Regions from separate parts of the Mus musculus genome. Here regions 2 and 3 are each linked to region 1. Evidence: chromatin contacts called from public Hi-C and HiChIP or PLAC-seq data. All regions are on one chromosome and are shown on one strand. Each heading gives the region's core, a stretch centred on a gene start, on an enhancer-like site or on the middle of the called end of the contact. The rest is flanking DNA. Distances are from core to core; before and after follow the strand shown. Region 1 has its middle 29 kb from the start of Gm31753. Region 2 has its middle 180 kb from the start of 4930503O07Rik. Region 3 has its middle 260 kb from the start of 4930503O07Rik.

Region 1 (2,783 bases), core at 210-2,709:
GTAGACCCCAGTGTAACCTCTTACACCATAGAATAAAGAGGTTACAGAATAAAGACTATCAAAGGTGGCTCTGAGGTTAAGAGCAGTAGCTGCTCTCCCAGAGGCCCAAAGTTTAGTTCCCAGCATCCACAATGAGTGACTTAAAGCTGTTTATAACTCCAACTTTACCCGTTGCCTTTGGCCTCCTCAGATACCTGTGATTACATGTACACACACACACACACACACACACACACACACACATGGACGGATGACAGAGGTCATCCTGGGTGTGATTCTTCAAGAGCCCTACATTGGTTTTTTTTGAGACAAGGTCTCTCACTGAACCTGGTACTCACAAATAAGGCTAAGCTAGCTGTCCAGTGAGCCCTAGGGATCCTCTTGTTGCCCCACCCCAGTGCTGGGACCATAGGCCCACCATAATTGTTGGTCTACCTCAGTGCTGGGACCATAGGCCCACCACAACTGTTGGCCCAACCCAGTGCTGGGACCATAGCCCATCATAAGTCCTGTACTGTTTAGTTTTGTCAACTTACACAAACCTAGTCATATCTGGGGAGAGGAACTGCAACTGAGAAAACACCTCCATTGAATTGGCCTATGGGTACATCTGTAGAGCATTTTCCTGATTAATGATTGATGTGGGAAGGCCCAGCCCACTGTGGGTGGTACCATCCCTAGGCAGGTGGTTCTGGACTGTATAAGAAAGGTAAGATAACTGTGGGCCTAAGAACAGCCGCTAAGCAGCACTCCCACATAGTTCCTGCCCCTGCTCCTGCTTGAGTTCCTGCCCTGACTTCCTTCAATAATAGTCTGAGGTAAGGATGTATAAGCCAAACAAACCCCTTCCCCCAGGCTACTTTGGGCCGTGGTGGTTATCACAGCAATAGAAGGCAGACTAGGATAATGTTCAACTTTTACCTGGGTGTGAGACCAAACCCAGGCCTTCATGCTTGTGTGACTTTATTGATTTTTACATGCTTTATTGGCAGTCCTGACTGAACAGCCCTTTAATGTCTTAATTTCCTCACTGCTGAGAGGAGGGACCTTGAGCATGTTGACATTTTCAGGTTGGTCCTGCAGAACAATACACGGAATCAGAATTGCTGCTTGGTAAGATGTAGATCCCCAGCGCTCCCTACTCCAGTCAGAGTCTCTGGCAGGGAAGGAACTCCAGTCTGTGCTGTAATGGCTTCCTGGGACTATGCCAGTGCCTTCCTTATCTAGCATTGTGCTGTCAAGTGGCTCTCCAGACAGACTGAAGTGCCAGTTAGCTGGTCAGTGGAGATGGCTGCCAGTGCCTGGGGTAGGAGTTGGGAGTCCTGGGATGATGATGGAAGAGTTTGTGGGATTCCATCAGGCCAGTGAGGTTGAAAGTTGGGCTTCCTTAGTCATGACAGGAGATACAAATCTGCCGGAAAAATCCATTTCCTCTTATGTCCACAAGGGGTCAGTAAAACATCAGGTCTGTCTTTGTTTAAATTTCAGAACAAAAGAATTTTGGCAATGCAGGACAGGCCAGATAAGCCTTATTTATGGCTAGCTTCCCAGCTTCTGAGCGCCTCTAAGAATCACTCTTTTCGGAGGGAAGTGCATTAGCCCACAGGCCTGAAAACTTACTTTCAACCTTTTCTAAAATAACTGTCCTGGGGGCTCCGGAAGTCACTTTAAGATAGAGAAAATTCCGAGCCTTGTATTTCCTGAGGGTGTCTCTTTAGAGTCGTTCAGGATGGCTGGGCAGCTGCTGGAGGGCCTGTAGCAGAGTTGTTAGGCAGAATAGTTGGGCAGCCACCTGAGGACCTAGGGCAGGATTACTAGCCCAGTTTTGGAGGCTCTAAGAGGCTACAATACCTCACTGAAGATGCAAAGTATTGGAACTGAGTCAGACACCATCTGCTACCTCTTTGTCCAGGGCCATCTTCATAAAACCCTGGTTGTCTTTTATTATCACCTTGTCTGAGTTCAGAAGTTTTTTGTTTTTTTGGTTTTTTCTTTCTTTTTTTTTTCTCTTGCTCAGTTTTCCTTCATTTAGAAGCACAGCCACAGGGTGAACATGGAAGGGCCTGATGTACCATTCCCTTCCTGGGCTTTTGTGCCTCCCTGACATAAGATCTGAGAGCTATCCACAGTGACTGATGCACCCCAGGTGATCGCCTAGGGGCGTAGAGCTTTGAAGGTCCTTCCTCCTGTCCCCACGCCCTCCTTCCCTCCTGTATGCTGGTGGCTAAGGACAGATGAGCTACAAATCTGTAAAGTGCCAGGTCACAGAATTCTGTAAGCGCCAGACACTTGACTCCAAGAGCTCGTAACGATCAACACTGGTAAACTCATCAATTAATTAATCAGCTTGTTTGCCAGACCTCACAAGAGGAACTCTGACACACTGGGCATTTTCCTGGGCATGGGTGTTTCATAGCCGAATATGATGTGGGCTTTGCTACGAAGGAAATATGTTTCAAGCAGAGTTTCAAGCAGAGAATGTCAAAGATAAAATCAATGGCCCTGGTGCACCATGGAGAGGGTTGTAGTGGGAAGATAAAGGAACATGACATGAAGCCTCTCCCACCTGGTGGGGGAAGAGCTGACAAATGACATTTCCTAAGCATCCATGAGAGAATCCATGTGGGGTTAGTGAGGGGTGGTTTGAAAGACAAAGTTAGGAAACCTCTCTGTACATACACCTGGGCCACATTCCCTCACAGAGCCCCTGTAGCTAAGCAACGTGGTGGCCCACCCCTATTCGACAGGATGATGTGTGTGTGTGTGTGTGTGTGTGTGTGTGT
Region 2 (2,783 bases), core at 167-2,666, 590 kb after region 1:
GTGTCTTCTTTGAGATTTCTCTTGACTCTTCTCCCTGTCCATCGTGTTCAATCAACTTTCCTCCATTTTATGGAGGAGGCCCCACCATGGCTATCTGCTCCTCAACTTTTCCCATCCCCAGTTTACCCTTCATATTGCTATCAGGAAGACCCTTTGGGAAGGTAAGCCTATTCATATCTCTCCTTTGGTATAAATAACCCAAAGCTTCCCTTTACCTTCAGAATAAAGCTCAAGCTCAACCTGTTGTCCTCACTTTTGAGGCTCCCCAGGAAACCCTTGCCTGCCCTACTTCAGGACATTGGCTATTGGTGCCCACCCCCTCACTGGATGAGCTCTTAATCTGTCCCTGAAGCTGCATTAAGTGATCCCACTGCTTAAAGTCACATGTCTCCTTACTTATTGGCTGACTAATCCTTCCTTTAGCTTCAGTTTAAATTTTCCTTCCTCCTGGACCAGACAGTCCAGGAAGAAGTCACTACAGGTCCTGATGGAGAGTAGCCTCCCCTGGGTCTCCTCATAGCACTAGAATCCTTCACGCCACTTCCCAAGCTTTGTTGATTGTTAGTGCCTCCCTCCGGAGGCGCTCAGGAGGAAAGGGGGCATGAATTTGGGCAGTTTCACACTCCTTCCCTCTCAGTTCAGAGCCTGGCACAGAGGTAACTGGTATCTGCCTATGGTCTAGCTGGACAATTCTGCCACGTTAATTACAAGGATACAAAAATATTAAAGATTCTTTCTTGAATACGTTTTTGCTCAAGGCCATTCACAGCTGAGAAAAGGAACTCAGCAATATTGATATGAACGTATTAGAATATTCAAGAAAGATCTAAGACGACAGAAAAGGAGATTGCACCAGGCCGGCTGCACTATGACGGCCAATGTCTAGAGGAAAATGTATCAGTTATTCACAGGAAAATGCTCACCAGGAGATCCAGGCTGATGGCACAGAGGACGGTTTTCATTTTCTTTATTTGGGCAAGCTCCTCTGCCATTTTAAATTAAACTAAATCCCATATGGTTGCTTGCTGTAGAATTTATTTTTAGGCTTCAGCTATCATCTCTGGGGTGTATCCTGTTTCTTTTTATAGCCAGACCACAACTATTGATTCCCAGGATCGTTGTGTCTTCTTTGTCTAGGTGCAGGCAGTCTAGGCAGCAGTGACTGCTCCCTACCAGGGGAGCTGCCTGGAAATATCAGGGCAGTTCCAAGGTAGCCTTCCCTTTCCTACAACTGCTCCATGCCTGTAGTAGAGGACCAGCTGGGGCTTCATTGCCAGAGAAGTTGATATATCAGCTGGAATCCCACAGAGAGTTGGTGGGAGAGGCCCCCACCAACTCACACATTTACATGTGGGCAGACCTTAGCTTCAAACCCATTCTTCATCCTGCCTCATACTTCCCTCCACAGTTGTATCTTTTGTTGTGCCTGTGCTAAAGGGAGTCCTGGAGCCCCGGCTATTGTGAGCCTCCAATCTGCTATGTGTGTAAGAGGGGTGGGGGGCGGGAGGCACACATGCTCATCTGCCTTTCCTCCCTCTTCTTTTTATTATCATTAATAATGAAATATTGAGACCAGGCTGCTAATGAGCCTAAACTCCCCTCTGTTCGTTTACTTTTTGCCTCCGCACTGTCACTTCAGAGTAAATTACTTTTCTCTGCATCTTGTTCAGGGGATATCACACCAGCATGACCCTCCCCCTCCCACCGTTGTTCTAATCTCAGGGTTATTCAGTTTCTCTCACTGCAGTTTACTGAGCAAGGGAGGTCGACCCATCTATCATACTTAAACCTGTGCAACATGTCTTCTCCTGCAATTGAGACATCATTCTTGTTGCACCTAGTTGCCTTGGGTTTTAAACACTTATACAATAGACATAGCTGTAACCTATAAAAGAGTAAATACATAATATATACTGATATCTCTGTGTTATGAGTTTAATGAAAAAATATTTAAAGACAGCAGAGAGAGAGAGAGAGACCTGTTCTGGAGGGAGGGGGCTAACCAAACAGCTTCCTATACCACACAGACACATCTGCTGGGCTCTGGCTCCTGCTTATGGCATGCTAAGCACTTGCTTGTCAATTGGGAGATGTCAGGATGTGAAAGCAACCAACATTAAGTAGAGATTTTGTGCCAAGATGACAGTTCGCACCTCCAACACGCTTTTGTCTCCTGTTCAAAGATGCTAAAGTGGCCTTCCTCACACAGACTTTTCGTCTAGTCTCCTCTGCTGCTCACCACTACAAAGCACTCAGTCCTCCTTCCTTCTTTTTCTTTCCTGATTCCATTCTCTTTACCTGCTTCAGATGACATCCCAGCTTTGCCTTTCAGAGTGTGACCTTAGACAAAAATCACAGCCTTCCTAGCGGCGTGTTAGCAATGACGGTGCTTACTTTTGAGTGTTTTGAGGATGTGGCATGCTTAGTAGCCTTTGTAAATTTTTCCCCACTAACTTACAATTTCTCCCCAGGAAATTATTTGCTACCTCAGATAGGTATATATAATAAATACATAAAGCAAACATCTACCAATAATAAACCCTAAGAAAAGTATCTCAAAAAATTCCTTTGTATGTATATAATTGTACCATTTGCTAAAAAATGAAAGCAGATTTGTGTAGTAATGAGATGACAGTGTTTGTATATTTTTACATAGAGATTTAAACCTTGACAGAATATTCAGTAGTAGAGGGGATTTAGAGCATATTCAGTGTTTTTCAGAGTTGATCGATATTTTAATTTTTCAATCATTGCTGAGTGTTGCTTTGCATAAATGCATAGTA
Region 3 (2,783 bases), core at 98-2,597, 520 kb after region 1:
TGTGTATTTTTATGTGCAAATATATATGTATAGTGAGAATTTTGGTTTCTTTAAAAACCCAGTTATGTTATGTGAATATGTTTTTGTTTTAATCCCAGGTGGCAGATAAGAAAATGCTTTACAGCAGGTGATTATGACTTGCCTCATGCACTAGCAGAGGTGTGATCTTTGCCAGCTGCAGATAGTTTTATTCTGGGGGCTCTGGAAAGGGTAAAAATAGGAGAGCCCCACGAGGCCTGTGGTGGCTGCTGCTCCTGCTGTTGGTCCCTGCTATTGTGGTTTTTCAAGTGGCTGTAAGCAAAGAGATGAGAAGAAGAAATTGGATATCCTGATGACCAAGATTGGACTGGCCCTAAGTCCCTAATCAGCAGGAAGTGATCTAAAGAGGTCTATATTTTTCCTCTAACCTTCTTTCTTTAGTGCTGGGGATTTGGAAGGGATTGGGGTGAAATCAAGGTTGGGAGGGAGGTAGAGATATAAGAACTCAATAAAATAGTTTTTAAAAACCATTATCATATATGTGTATATTCATGTGTATATGTTTGTGCCTATATATGTGTTTGTATATGCATGTGTATATAAGTATGGTATATAAGTATGTGCATACATATGGGTACAGACACACATAATAGACAAACAGCTCTAATACAATCTCTTACTATGCTGAACAAAGGCATCAGACCAAACAAACAAACAAACAAACAAAAAACAATTTGAAGTTTTTCTTTGAAGAGAGTCATAAATACCCAGCAGAAATGTACTATGCCCTTGTACAGTAAACACTGAGAATAGTGCTGGCACATGTTCTTTTCATGTGTGTTTTATGATTCACTGTCTTCTAGGAGTTGCCACCCTTATAATAAGCCACTCCATGCTTGTTGATTTGAGTGTATGAAACATCAGGATCTTGGAGGAAATCAGATCTGGGAACTTTGTTTTAAGAAGACTGACCTCTGACCTACAGAATAATTCTGTACAACCCGAGTAAGCCATAGTTAAGTTACTCATTCAACAAATACAATAAATAGCTAAGCATAATGTTGGAGACCATCAATCCAGGTTATGTGTATTCAGCTGATTCTCAGAGCCCTGCTGCCCTTCAGTGCAGACCTGCCTTTCCTGTCTCACAGTGTGTATCATGTGTTTAGCTGCTCATCACCTGACCTCATGCACATGTCAACAGAGAAATGAAAACAGGAGCCAACAATGTAATCAGAGAAATGTCTGGTGTGTGTGAAACTCCTTTTCTTCATCTCTTCCTGTACTTGCATCAGGGTCTGTTCATAGCTTGTATTACAGAGTCTCCATGCTGTGTCCAAGTTTAGACTCTTCCAAGGAGGAATTGAGGTTTGAATGAGTCAGGACCTGGGGTTGGGGGGGTGCTTGGAGTGTCAGTCCTGGAAGTTCATGAGTCAGAGGAATAGATGGAAAGGCCTTATGAAGTAATTGGACAAGAATGGCCTCTCTTGAAAAGACTTCTTTGATTTGTCCCCACTTCTCATTTCCCATTTCTTTTTACTAGGTCCAATTATTTCTTGGTTTCCTGGGGTTCCGTCTCAGTCAGCTATACAGCAATGACCCTGTTTGGCATATTTCAATAGGATGCTTCCAGTTGGTGGCATGGTTTTACAGCCGAGAAGGCTCTACCCCCAATCCCCATTGCACTGTACTACCCCCAACCCCCATTGCACTGTACATCACTGTTTGCTTCCTCAGTCTGTGAGTTCAATGCTACCCTGCTGTGTGAAAAATGGAGCTGAGGCCCTGTCACCTAAAGCTACAGCTGATGAAGGTGACTGACAGCCTGGGTCAAAGGCAAATGAGGAAGATAGTCATTTGGATGGTCTTACAGTTGAGGCCACTCATTGTATTTTGGGGGTGGGGGAGCAGGTATAGGATTTTTTTGCTATTTGACTTTTGTTTTGTTTTATTTTTTTTTTCTGAATCTATTTTAATGGTTGTAGCCAACACTCACATAAAGAAAACTGACCATTGAGGGGTTCTGGGTTTATTTTTCAGCTTAGTTGGTCTCTATCATCACCTAGTTCTGACTATTTGGAGCAGCTGTGGAACACACTCCAAGCATGGGGAGAGGGGTTTTCTGCCAAGCAGCTTCGGAGGACTCAGCAAACCACAATCACTGAAGATGTTCCCCAGAAGGCTTTAGGAGTACAAATCTCTTTAATTAAAATGGGAAAAGCCATCATGAATGAAGTGAGAGGAAGTTGGCTGAGAGGGGAGGGGCCAGGGATTGAAGAGAAGAAATAAATATTTCACAAGTGTTTTCAAACACTGGCTGTCCAACACCCAGTGGAAAACGCCACTTGATGGATGATATTTTGGGTTGGAAAGTGAGGCTAATTCAATGTAATGAGAGGTGAATGGGACTTCAGGCCCTTATCCAGCCACAGGAGACCCCTTACAAAAGAGCCTGCTCTTGCAGTCATTAATTTTTTATGAAGTTTAATAGGCCTGAGCCTAGAGACCTTCTGTGGTGTTGATTAGCTTCATATTTCTCTCATTAATGTAGAATCTGATTAGCTCTTATAAAAAGCATTTCATCTCCGGTCCAGGCGTGGCAGCTACATTGTTCCATGTTAGGAATTGTGGTTTGATTCACTTGAGGGAAGAAACATCCTCTGGGTTGAATGCTCCTCTCAGCCACAAGAGGAGAAGTGCATAGGACCAGCTGTTGCAGGAGCCTTGCTGACTGTGGTGAGGGACTCTCAGAAGTTGGACTGTGGTAACTTGATTGGAGGACAGGAGAGCCAATACATGGCAAA

What was found. Hi-C and Micro-C count contacts between places; a contact is called where the count stands out from the background. HiChIP or PLAC-seq counts read pairs in DNA pulled down with a chosen protein or histone mark.
Region 2: a contact with region 1 is called in a Hi-C map of cortical neurons, with 2.6 times the contacts expected there. The contact joins two enhancer-like sites. A contact is called at or near these places in 3 of 484 Hi-C or Micro-C datasets (cerebral cortex and cortical neurons) and 1 of 9 other capture datasets (embryonic stem cells).
Region 3: a contact with region 1 is called in a FOXA1 HiChIP or PLAC-seq map of pancreatic cancer cells. The contact joins two enhancer-like sites. A contact is called at or near these places in 1 of 484 Hi-C or Micro-C datasets (embryonic stem cells) and 1 of 115 datasets of contacts at active chromatin or transcription factors (pancreatic cancer cells).

Annotation. Positions count from the first base shown.
Region 1 is chr1:193,448,277-193,451,059 of GRCm38.p6, forward strand. No RefSeq gene overlaps it. Among named protein-coding and RNA genes, the nearest start is that of Gm31753, 29 kb to the right of the region's middle. RefSeq lists an enhancer at 1,053-1,909. Within about 2 kb of position 1,460, at least 113 of the 459 cell types and tissues checked have an H3K27ac peak or open chromatin away from gene starts, as enhancers often do. A contact at or near this core is called in cortical neurons and pancreatic cancer cells, where this site is marked.
Region 2 is chr1:194,040,450-194,043,232 of GRCm38.p6, forward strand. No RefSeq gene overlaps it. Among named protein-coding and RNA genes, the nearest start is that of 4930503O07Rik, 180 kb to the right of the region's middle. Within about 2 kb of position 1,417, at least 9 of the 459 cell types and tissues checked have an H3K27ac peak or open chromatin away from gene starts, as enhancers often do. A contact at or near this core is called in cortical neurons, where this site is marked.
Region 3 is chr1:193,966,019-193,968,801 of GRCm38.p6, forward strand. No RefSeq gene overlaps it. Among named protein-coding and RNA genes, the nearest start is that of 4930503O07Rik, 260 kb to the right of the region's middle. Within about 2 kb of position 1,348, at least 17 of the 459 cell types and tissues checked have an H3K27ac peak or open chromatin away from gene starts, as enhancers often do. A contact at or near this core is called in pancreatic cancer cells, where this site is marked.